3 separate regions of the Danio rerio genome follow, and regions 1 and 2 are each linked to region 3. A link is a contact called in public HiCAR-type and Micro-C data. All regions are on one chromosome and are shown on one strand. The core of a region is the stretch at or near the end of the contact, and the rest is flanking DNA. Distances in the headings are between cores, read along the strand shown. Region 1 holds the start of klf5b (Kruppel like factor 5b). Region 2 overlaps tbc1d4 (TBC1 domain family, member 4). Region 3 holds the start of gpr18 (G protein-coupled receptor 18).

Region 1 (3,383 bases), core at 473-2,972, 290 kb after region 3:
CGTGTGAGAGACAGACAGAAAAGGAGAGAGAGAGGGAGAGAGAGAGAGAAAAAGGCCCAGAAGAGGAGAGAGACAGGAGAGAAGAGGTATAGTGTGTGTGATTTCGGATACTTTTAGGTTTATAATCAAGTCTTTATCACGAGAAGAGTAGAGAAAATACAGGGAGAGGAGAGAGAGAGTAAATCAGTGTTTGTATTATGAAAGACTCAGATTCATAGAACTGGATTGGAGAAGCATTGTGCGTTATATGCCATGGCAATAATATGCTTTATAAGTTTGTAAAAGCAATACATTAAAATACCCTTAAAAAAAAAAAAAAAAAAAATATATATATATATATATATATATATATATATATATATATATATATATATATATATATATATATATATATATATATATACACAGTTAAAGTCAGAATTATTAGCCCCCCTGTATTATTATTACCCCTGTTTATTTTGTTTTTGCACATTTCTAATCATAATAGTTTTAAAAACTTATTTCTAATAAAAGATTTATTTTATCTTTCCCATGATGACAGTAAATTATTTTTTACTTGATATTTTTCAGGACACTTTTATACAGCTTAAATTGACATTTAAAGGCTTAACTAGATTAATAGGTGAACTAGGCAGGTTAGGGTAATTAGGCAAGTTATTGCATAATGATGGTTTGTTCTCTAGACTATTGAAAAAAAATTAGCTTAAAGGGGCTAATAATTTTGTCCCAAAATGGTTTTTAAAAAATTAAAAACTGCTTTTATTCTAGCAAAAAAATATAAAAAATAAAACTTTCTCCAGAAGAAAAAATATTATCAGACATACTGTGAAAATTTCCTTGCTCTGTTAAAAACCATTTGGGAAATATTTTAAAAAAGAAGAAAAAATTGAAAGGGGGCTATTAATTCTGACTTCAACTGTATATATATATATATATATATATATATATATATATATATATATATATATATATATATATATATATATATATATGTAGTTTTATTAGTATTTTATTTAATGCTTTGAAAAATAATTTAAATCTTTGTAGACTATAAATGCATATGTACTATATATCATTTATTTAAATTTGTGGGCAACAAATTATAGATTCATTTTATTTAAAAAATATTATATTATTCTTATTTTTTAAATGCAACTATAGGGGTGCGGCCAGGTAGGGGGCCTTACAAGACAATGTGCCCAGGGGCCCCTGAGTTCTTAATCCGGGCCTGTGTATTTTGATTATAGATTTATGTATTTATTTAGATATGTCTTATTTTTTGCTACCCTTGTTTAATAAGCAGTTTATATTTTTCTTCATAATTACTATAGCCTATTTTTAGGCTAGGTGTCGTGTATTATAAAATGACAGCCTATATGGTGTTTGTTTCAAACTCTAGTTTTTTATTGTCCAAAGTTGTTGAAGGGTGCACATTTGATTAACATCAAGTAGGCTACCTCATAACAAACATTTTAATAACGCTCTTACTGTAGGTTGTTTTATTTCAGGTAGCACATAAAGTCACCATGGTAAAGTTCTGTCATCCAGCAGCCACTGTTATTACATACAAAAATGAGCTAAATCACGTTTTGCAGGGTTATCTTTAACAAGACTATTAGAGATCCTGAAAACCTGTTTGGATAAATTATTAAATGCATGATGATAAAGCCCCGCCCCGTTTTGAGGCATTGAAACGAGGCAGTTGCGTAATTTGTCTTGTCAAACGCGTAAAGCGCTTGACATCTCTGGCTGTCTGTCGTGTTGTGCTTATTTGCGGCATATTGAATGACGTGATCTCCAGTTGATTTCAGCGGAGGACATGCGGTTATGGGCAACGCTTTGTTGAGCAGGATCCACGGCTAGGATAAAACACCTCTAAGATCTGAGCGAGGCATTGAGAGAGAGAGAGAGAGAGGGGACGGTTACAGTGGATTTAATGACACTCCATCAAAGCATCACATTCTGGTAGAGTCGATCTGTAATTGCATGTTACATTGGTAAACAGTGCTGGGTGCCATGCTTTCCGAAACGCTTGTGTTATTTATGCATTTGATCTAAAACGCACTGTAATATGATCGGCTGCACAGCTTACATTTTATAGAAATGTTTTCAAATGGTGTTTTACTGTATATGTGTATGAGCATGCTGGATGAATTGTGCACTCTGCACTGACCTTAATCTGAAAACTCCATAACAGCAGAGCAGCTGTAGGCTCTAAATTCAGATGGAGTATTTCCTAGTTTATGGATGGCAGAGAGAAAGAGAGAGAGAGAGAGAGAGAGAGAGAGAGAGAGAGAGAGAGCGCATGTAATGGGGTTCCTTCTTCGGTGTAAGATAGCAAAAAGCCTGTGTATTCAGAGATGCAAACAAGTCTACTTGTTGCCCTGAAAATTACAGGAATTTGAACAAGTTTGAGAGTGGATTTACTGTACATGTGAACATAATGGACAAAAATCTGTCAGGTTAAACAAGCGTTTCTCTGAACTTGTTTTGTAAGTCTCAAGAATTCTGCATTGTTACTAGGAAGCTTAGAGGATTTCTGCCAAAAAGCTACACATGTATTCAGTGGCGAAACGTGTACATTAGCATTTATGTGTCAATAGCAGATTATTAGCTGGAAATATGCCATGTTTTGAGCCAATCAGCTGTAAACAGCACCTGACTAATGACCAGAAAGCATCATTACAATACAGATGATACCATCAGAATACAAAAACTTTCATCTGAACACTTTAAAAGAGTGTATGAACAGTAAAACTATAATGATTTTGTACAACTTTAAATTTGGTGGAATTCTGTAAGATTTACTGTATATTAAATTAGCTACCATCTAATACAAGGGTGCCCAAACTCGGTCCTGGAGTGCCGGTGTCCTGGAAGGTTTAGTTCCAACCCCAATCAGAATCACCTGAGCTGGCTAATCAAGCTCTTACTAGGCTTTCTAGAAACATCCCTGCAGATATGTTGAGATAAGCTGGAACTAAAATCTGCAGGACACTTACTTTGGACAGTGGACACCCCTGATCTAATAGGACCATGCTAACCAACTAAACGTTACTTTATTCTACATTTCTAATGATTATTGGTGAGTATTCAGGCTTGTTATAACAGTTTTTTCTGTTCCTCAGATCTGCCGAGAAATGGATGGATACCTGCCACCTCAGTTTCATGCATTGTCAGACCATAAGAAGTATTGTCAAGACAATACTTTTACAATGGACCAAGGCACACCATATAGCATAAACATGAATGTTTTCTTACCTGACGTCACCTACCTACGAACCGGCATGTGTAGAACCGTGAGGTCTGTGGGGCCGCAGATAAAGACTGAACCCATACATTCATCGTTCAACTACTCCAGCTGCCATGGCACCGTTGCACCC
Region 2 (3,809 bases), core at 1,258-3,757, 460 kb after region 3:
GAAGTTTAAGACCCATGCTTTGCAAACAAAGTCAAGAAGTGAAGGCACTTAATTTAACTAATTTATTAAGATAAAACTTTAAGGATTTTAATTGTTCTATTTTATTCCCATGTTTCTGTGTAAGTCTTCTGTTTAAGGCACTGCCACCTAAGGGCTTTTCTTGGTAACTTTTTTTTTTTTTTGATGTCTGCCATGGTATTTTTTTATTTGGAATCTCTATTAATGTCGACACAATGGCACAGCAGTTGGCACTGTCACGTCACAGCAAGAAGGTTGCTGTTTCTGTGTGGCGTTTGCATGTTCTGCCTCCTCCGGGTGCTCCTGTTTCCCCCACAATCCAAAGACATGCGCTATAGGTGAATTGAATAAACTAAATTGGCAATAGTGTATGACTGTGAAAGTGTGAATGCTAGTGTGAATGGATGTTTTCCAGTAATGGGCTGCAGCTGGAAGGGCATCCTGATGAATAATGGAACTAAGCCAAAGGAAAGGCTAAAGCAAGTTAAAGAAGTGACCACAGAAATTAATTAACAAAAGAAATAATGGAACAGATTTTAATCAGTTTTATTATCAAATAAAACAAACAGGAAATAAAGAAAAGCATAATTGTGTATTTGTTTCTGGTACGATCTAATCAAGTGCATTAAGATTATAAAGGTTTTAAAAATAATAATATAAAAATAATAATATAAATGAGTATGCAAATAATAAGTTATCTGTCAATATCATCTGTGCAATATCAGACAGCACCCGTGAGAACAGAACAGTGATTATTGTTAATTCAGTTTATCTCATTCATGTCAAGCAGTGTGTGCAGGGCCAGTGAGCGCATCCAGATTTTTCTTTAATTCTTAGTTGTGATTAGGTTGTTAATATATAATAGAATCTGTTAATATAAAACGTGTAGTAACGGTGCTCATAATATTTGGTGGGTGTGACTAAATTTTGTCTGGTGCACCTAATTTTTTAAGTTAAGAACACTGGTGCTACCAAGAAAAAGGCTAATTTTCGAGCCCTGCGAGACCTTAATCAGTAGTGGAAATTTGGAGATTTTCAGAAAATGTTAAATGTGATAGAGCCCCGTTACATTATTCCTTCATAAGACCATTTTAGGCAGATAAATCCTGCTTTCAGATCCACTAAAATGGCAGGTGACCGACCGCCAAATCAAGCAGATCTATGCTGTCTGAAGAAAAGGTGCACACTCATCTTTCTAAAAATAAAAAATTACTTAAAAATAGATTGAAACTGAGTTCCATATAAAAACTAAATTATTCTTTTCTTTTTATTTGTTTAACTACTACAATATTTACTACAATTTTTATATAAGCAGATTTTTTGTTTTTGAGTATAAAGAAGGATTTGTTTTATTTGCTGCTAAGCAGAAACCCCAGAAGTACAGCTTTATCTCTGTTTAAAGTAAAATAAAATAAAAAACAAGATCATACTTTTGTGATGTTAGTTTTAATACATAAAAAAAATTAAATCCGAGAAATCCTCTGGCTTTTTTCTTTTTTGCTGTATCGAAAACATACCAAACCGTGACATCCGTGTGCCGTATCAAACCGAACCATGATTTTTGTGAACCTTTACACCCCTAATATAGACATTTGGTAAAATTTGGTATTAAAAAACACCAAAACATAGAACATAATACTAACACTAGCCAACCACCATTGAAAAATATTAAGAAATACATATATTTTGGTTGTAAATAATGTCTTGGTAATTAAAGAAATTATTCAGAAATTTAATTAATAACTTCTTTAGAAGTATTGTTCGCATTTACCTCATATGATCGAAATAAACAGCAAAAGTGCAAACAAACGAAAGCTGTTATATTTGCAAAGTGTAATCAGAAAGGCTAACAGGATCTAAAACAAACACTTTCCTGCATTCACAAACATTTTATTTAAAAAAAAAACACACAATAAAATGTCCACCTCCCTGTGTAACACATTAACATCAATACTTACATATAAATATAGATTTGTTGATAAATGATTGCTCCAACACAAAGCTTCAGATACACAGGTGTAAAGTTTGTTTTATTTTTAAAGTACCTTAGTGATGATCTCCTCCATCTGGCTGTGAGTGAGGGTAGGGATGGTAGATTTAAGGTAGTCCACAATACTTTCAAAGCTGTCGCATTCCAGTATCTCTCCCTCGTGGCTGCTCAGCAAACACAGCGCCACCTTAAAAATCACCTCTGTGCCTTGCACAAACAGAAGGTCTGACACAAGACACACACACACACACACAAAAGTGTCAAAGGCCATCCACAACAAGTGTAAAACATCTGAATTTCAACACCCATTATGCATTTATAATCACATACATTGCATTAGTTCAGGTATGAGTATAAAAAATACCAAAAATACGGGCCACAAAGCCGAGTGGGAACTGAGAGGCGAAGAGAGTAAGAAACCAGGGTGCGGCATACAGGCTGGGACAGATCTCGTGCTCATCCAGGTGGGAGTACAGGTTACGGTGATAGTCGTGCAGCAGACGGGACAGCTGGTACATCTGGATCTACAGAGAAAGAGAGAGAGAGAGAGAAGAAATGTACTCACACTTTAGAGGGTTGAACTTTAAACGGGCTGCAATGTGACTGGCTGAGGCAGGCTTTCTCTCAGGGGATTAAAGATTGGCACATCTGATGATGAATAACCACTAACAGCTGACGAGGAAATGGTGCACAAGAGGTGGAGACGGCTGTTTGCTTGCTGCTTGAGCAAATGTGTGTTCATGCTGATTACAAATACACTCTTTCTCTATATCGTGAGAAAGGAATTTACAGTGAGTAATAATTTTTTTTTTTTTTTGAAAAATATTTACATATATTTCTTATTTTAAGGTAACATTATTACAAGTGTGTTTTATTAATACTGACACCTAGTGGTGTGGATGCAAAAACTTGAATAAAAACCACCAATAAAATGTCATCTTTTTGTTTGTTTGTTTGTTTACTTGCTGCCACATCAGACTACTATATTGATAAACACATAAAGTATTACATAATAATAATGATAACTTCACACATAAATAAGAGGCCAACGCTGTTTACTTTTCACAGCCTCAGTTTCGCAGATTTTTTTCATGCAACTTGACATGCTTTTTTTCTTCAGCGCATTGTGTTCTGCATCCTGATCAGTGCACTGAATTCTGCGTCCTGATTGGCAGTAGACCACTGTCAATCAATCTCCACTATGTCGTGTCTCCTGTACAGTACAGAATGCGTTCAGCTTGCCAAATTTACATAAATCTTCGATCGCTATCAGTGTGACTGAGGTGCTGGACTGTATGTTTGCAAGTTTTCTCCCATTCACATTGTCGATGAAACGTGCTGCACCGTCAAAGGCACTTGTAGTAGCACCCAAAAGACAAAGGAAGATGCTAACCATCGCACAAAAAGTTGAACTTCTGGACATACTGTACTAAATGAAGGAAGAAGTTATGCAGCTGTAGGACGCCATTATGGAGTAAATAAATGGTTTTGATCTCTGTTTCATTCTATTATACTGGATTTTTCTATGAAGGTTTGAACTTTGAGAGTGTTTAAACAAGAGAAAAATGGTGAAAATGTTAATGCCTTTTTGAGAAAAGTGTATAAATTGTCAAGTGAGGGGTTTTACATCCTTAAAACACCTATAATAATTGTAAAAAAATTAAGCTGACTACTTTGAGGATTTTGCCAATTGCGAATTTGGCTTTTTTCAGAAAGTAACTCACGCGAATAAAAAGGGACTGTTTTATTTATACACTAAAACATTAGATATTTCACTTCGAAATAGGATAATTTCCTGTAA
Region 3 (3,442 bases), core at 881-3,380:
ATTTTTCCATTTAACAAAGATTTCATATTTCTAAACATAATAGTTTTAATAACTAATTTTAAATAACTATTCTTTAACTTTAATTTTCTAATATCTTTGCCATGATGGCAGTAAATAATATTTTACTAGATTTTTAAAAAAGGTACTATTCAGTTTAAAGTGAAGTTTAAAGGCTTAACTAGGTTAATTAGGTAAGTTAGGGTAATTAGGCAAATCATTGTATAATGAGGCGATGCAGTGGCGCAGTATAGTGCTGTCGCCTCACAGCAAAAAGGTCGCTGGGTCGAGCCTTGGCGCAGTTACCGTTTTGTGTGGAGTTTGCATGTCATCCCTGCATTCTCGTGGGTTTCCTCCGGGTGCTCCGGTTTCCCCCACAGTCCAAAAACATGCAGTACAGGTGAATTGGGTAGGCTAAATTGTCCAAAGTGTATGATTGTGTGTGTGAATATGTGTGTTTTATGTTTCCCAGAGCTGGGTTGCGGCTAAAAGGGCATCCCATATGTAAAAACTTGCTGGATAAGTTGGCGGTTAATTCCGCTGTGGCGACCCCAGATTAATAAAGGGACTAAGCCGACAAGAAAATGAATGAATGAATGAATTGTATAATGATGGTTTGTTAGACAAATCAATAAAAAAACTTGCTTAAGGAAAGTAATAATATTGCCAATAAAATGGTTTAAGAAATGCAAAACTGCTTTTATTTTAGCCCCCCAAAAATAAGACTGTTTCCCAGAAGAAAACAATATTATAGGAAATACTGTGAAAAATTCTGTGCTGTCACACATCACTTCAAACTACTTATTTTAGGAGTTTACACTTATATTGGTTGATGCTATTAGCAGGTTTAGCATGCTGAGAGAGCTCAGAGATTATCAATAAGCATAGAAAGCAGTCCGAGATCATGGTAGGTTTCGAGAGCTCCCCCTGGTATAGGGAGGAAAATGAGGAGATGGGTTGGAAGGGGGGATTCTTTCAAAATTAAGGTAGTAGGGCAAAATCTGTCTATTTATTGTAAACTTGAATCAATGTGATTAGACTATTACTGATTACGGATGAAAAATACAGATCAATCATATCCTGAGCTCCTCTTGAAATTTGTAAAATTTCGCTTAAAAATAAACTCAAATAACACAATTATTAAGATTTGTTCAAAACAGCAAAATTAGTATGTGCTCAATCCACTTAAATTTGTTAAGTTAACTTAATTGATTAATAATCAAGATTAATAAGCAAGAAAAAAACTTTGAGTGCACAATTGTGTTCTGCGGTCCAAACGAAGGCAGCATCTATACATTTTCTGTTTTGCTTTGTGATATTCTGCTAGTTCATTTTTTGTCCCTTTTCAGAGAAACGAAACCTCTAAACTACCCACAAAAATGTTTTGACTGGCTGGTGCAAAAAACTTGGCTTAAGTGGGTCAGAGCAGGCATCATTGCATAGTGTCTTTAAACTGAATTTTAAAATTCACAAAGCAGCCTTTACTTGCTGTGTAAATATGTCTTTGGAAAAAGGAAAGTAATGCAGGTATGGATGGATACACATGAATGTGAGCAAATGAAGAGATGATTTATTTCAGGAGCAACTATGCAGTAAATGGCAGCCATAATAATATTATTTTTTCTCGCATGCAATATCAAAACAGCTTTATCATAATTACGTCTGAACAAATGTGGCAAAGGCAACAATCATACTGAATACTTTCAGATAGCCGGTTGACCTCGGCCATAGTAATTGAATCAGAAAAGATAAATTGTTTTGCCTGGTCAGGTCTACACCATTCTCTTGCTCATCTTGTGATCGTAAGATGAGCTGCCGTCTCAAACCAACATTACAAAGATCTCATTTCCTGTTTATACACCAACAACCTCAGCATCCTGTGTTTAATTAAAACTCTTCAACACCAGATGCCTTCTGTTGCCACCTGCTGTGTGCTGCTCCCAAGAGAGCTAATGCTGTGTGACAAACCCTATTTTCCCAATCAATAACCAGCACCCAAACCTGTCACATCTATACTTCTCCAGCGCTCTCAAACTGCATATGACATACCGTTTGCATCGGAGATATTTTCTCCACCAGTACACGCATTACAGGAAGTAAAGGGGCTTCACAGAAACCAAAAGAAAAATTCTAATCTAAATAAAGACATTGGCTTCATAACTTCCTCTTTGTTAGATCGAAGCTCGGCAGCAATGGCACATAGTCGTCACTCATACAGCCCTCAGAACAGTTACGATGCCAACACGATGGATCTTTGAGGTTCGTATATTTGACTGTTGTGCTTTGTAGAACTAAATTTGATAACTGTAAAACAGCAGGTGTCAAAACCGGCTGTCATTTCAGAAGTTTGCACTGTATTATATTGTTGGTCAAATGTGGTTTCTATATAAAGTTAACTGAACTGTTAGTAGACCGATTTAGATTTGTTGAAGTAAAATGATTTTGCACTGAGTTTTGTGAGACTTAGAAATGTTAAAGTTTTGGTATAATTGACTAATATTAATATTTCACATTTTGTTGCCTTTTTTACTGACTATACTCACACTTGTGTTTTTGTATTCTTATTCTTATTCAGTTCTCTTCTTTTTATTTCTTGCCAATTTCACTAACCCTAAAAAGTCAAATGAAGTAAAAGCGACAATTCTGTATTTATCTTGTCCAGAGGCGAGTAGTAACAAATTACATTTACTTTGTTACATTTACTGGAGTTAAAATTTTCACTCCAAGATGTCAACAAGAATAGTTTGATAATGCGATATATGTTGTACATCGAACAGACATTCCAACATATACATGAATTACAGCTCCAACCTGAAAAACACGTAGTGGTGTCAATATTTTCCCACCTTGAACCTTATTAATAGTAACTAAAGAAACTGCTGTTTAATGAAACAACTGATTAGCCCTGCAAATAATTCATTCCAACTCTTAATCATTACAAATGTAACATTTAAACATTATAATATATAAACATAACATATTAGCCTTCTTTATATTTTACCTCAATTTCTGTTTAACAGAAAGAAAATTATCAACACAACACATCTTTGCTATAATGACAGTAAATAACATTTTACTAGATATTTTTCAAGATATAGTATTCAGCTTAAAGTAACATTTAAAGGCTTAACTAGGTTAATTTGACAAGTTAGCGTAATTAGGCAAATCATTAATGATGGTTTGTTCTGTAGACAATACAAAAATTGCTTAAGCAGGTTAAAAATATTGACCTTAAAATGGCTTTAAAAACATTAAAAACTGCTTTTATTTTAGCCACATAAATATACATTATATATATATATATATATATATATATATATATATATATATATATATATATATATATATATATATATAAACTAGTAACTATTTACTATTTACTTGAGTAATTTTGTCATCAGATACTTTTTTACTCTTATTGAGTAACTTTTAAGATTGTTACTTT

The links. A called contact is a pair of places that touch in the nucleus more often than the background predicts. HiCAR-type assays count read pairs that join an accessible place to other places.
Region 1: a contact with region 3 is called in a HiCAR-type map of caudal fin, with 7 times the contacts expected there. The contact joins the promoter of klf5b here to the promoter of gpr18 in region 3. A contact is called at or near these places in 6 of 18 Hi-C or Micro-C datasets (caudal fin, embryo, fibroblasts and 1 more) and 1 of 4 datasets of contacts at active chromatin or transcription factors (caudal fin).
Region 2: a contact with region 3 is called in a Micro-C map of caudal fin, with 6 times the contacts expected there. The contact joins the enhancer-like site here to the promoter of gpr18 in region 3. A contact is called at or near these places in 6 of 18 Hi-C or Micro-C datasets (caudal fin, embryo, fibroblasts and 2 more).

The regions. Positions count from the first base shown.
Region 1 is chr9:32,484,973-32,488,355 of GRCz12tu, reverse strand. klf5b (Kruppel like factor 5b) reads left to right here and starts at 1,722. Exons shown (of 4, transcript XM_683433.11): 1 at 1,722-1,965; 2 at 3,129-3,383. The coding sequence starts at 3,141.
Region 2 is chr9:32,309,664-32,313,472 of GRCz12tu, reverse strand. It overlaps tbc1d4 (TBC1 domain family, member 4), which reads right to left. Exons shown (of 20, transcript XR_012385473.1): 16 at 2,373-2,532; 17 at 2,064-2,233. Among named protein-coding and RNA genes, the nearest start is that of tbc1d4, 49 kb to the right of the region's middle. Within about 2 kb of position 2,507, at least 3 of the 62 cell types and tissues checked have an H3K27ac peak or open chromatin away from gene starts, as enhancers often do. A contact at or near this core is called in caudal fin, where this site is marked.
Region 3 is chr9:32,771,198-32,774,639 of GRCz12tu, reverse strand. It overlaps gpr18 (G protein-coupled receptor 18), which reads left to right and starts at 2,130. Exons shown (of 2, transcript XM_005167779.5): 1 at 2,130-2,256. All of the region lies in intron 1 of LOC137496481 (a long non-coding RNA gene), which reads right to left.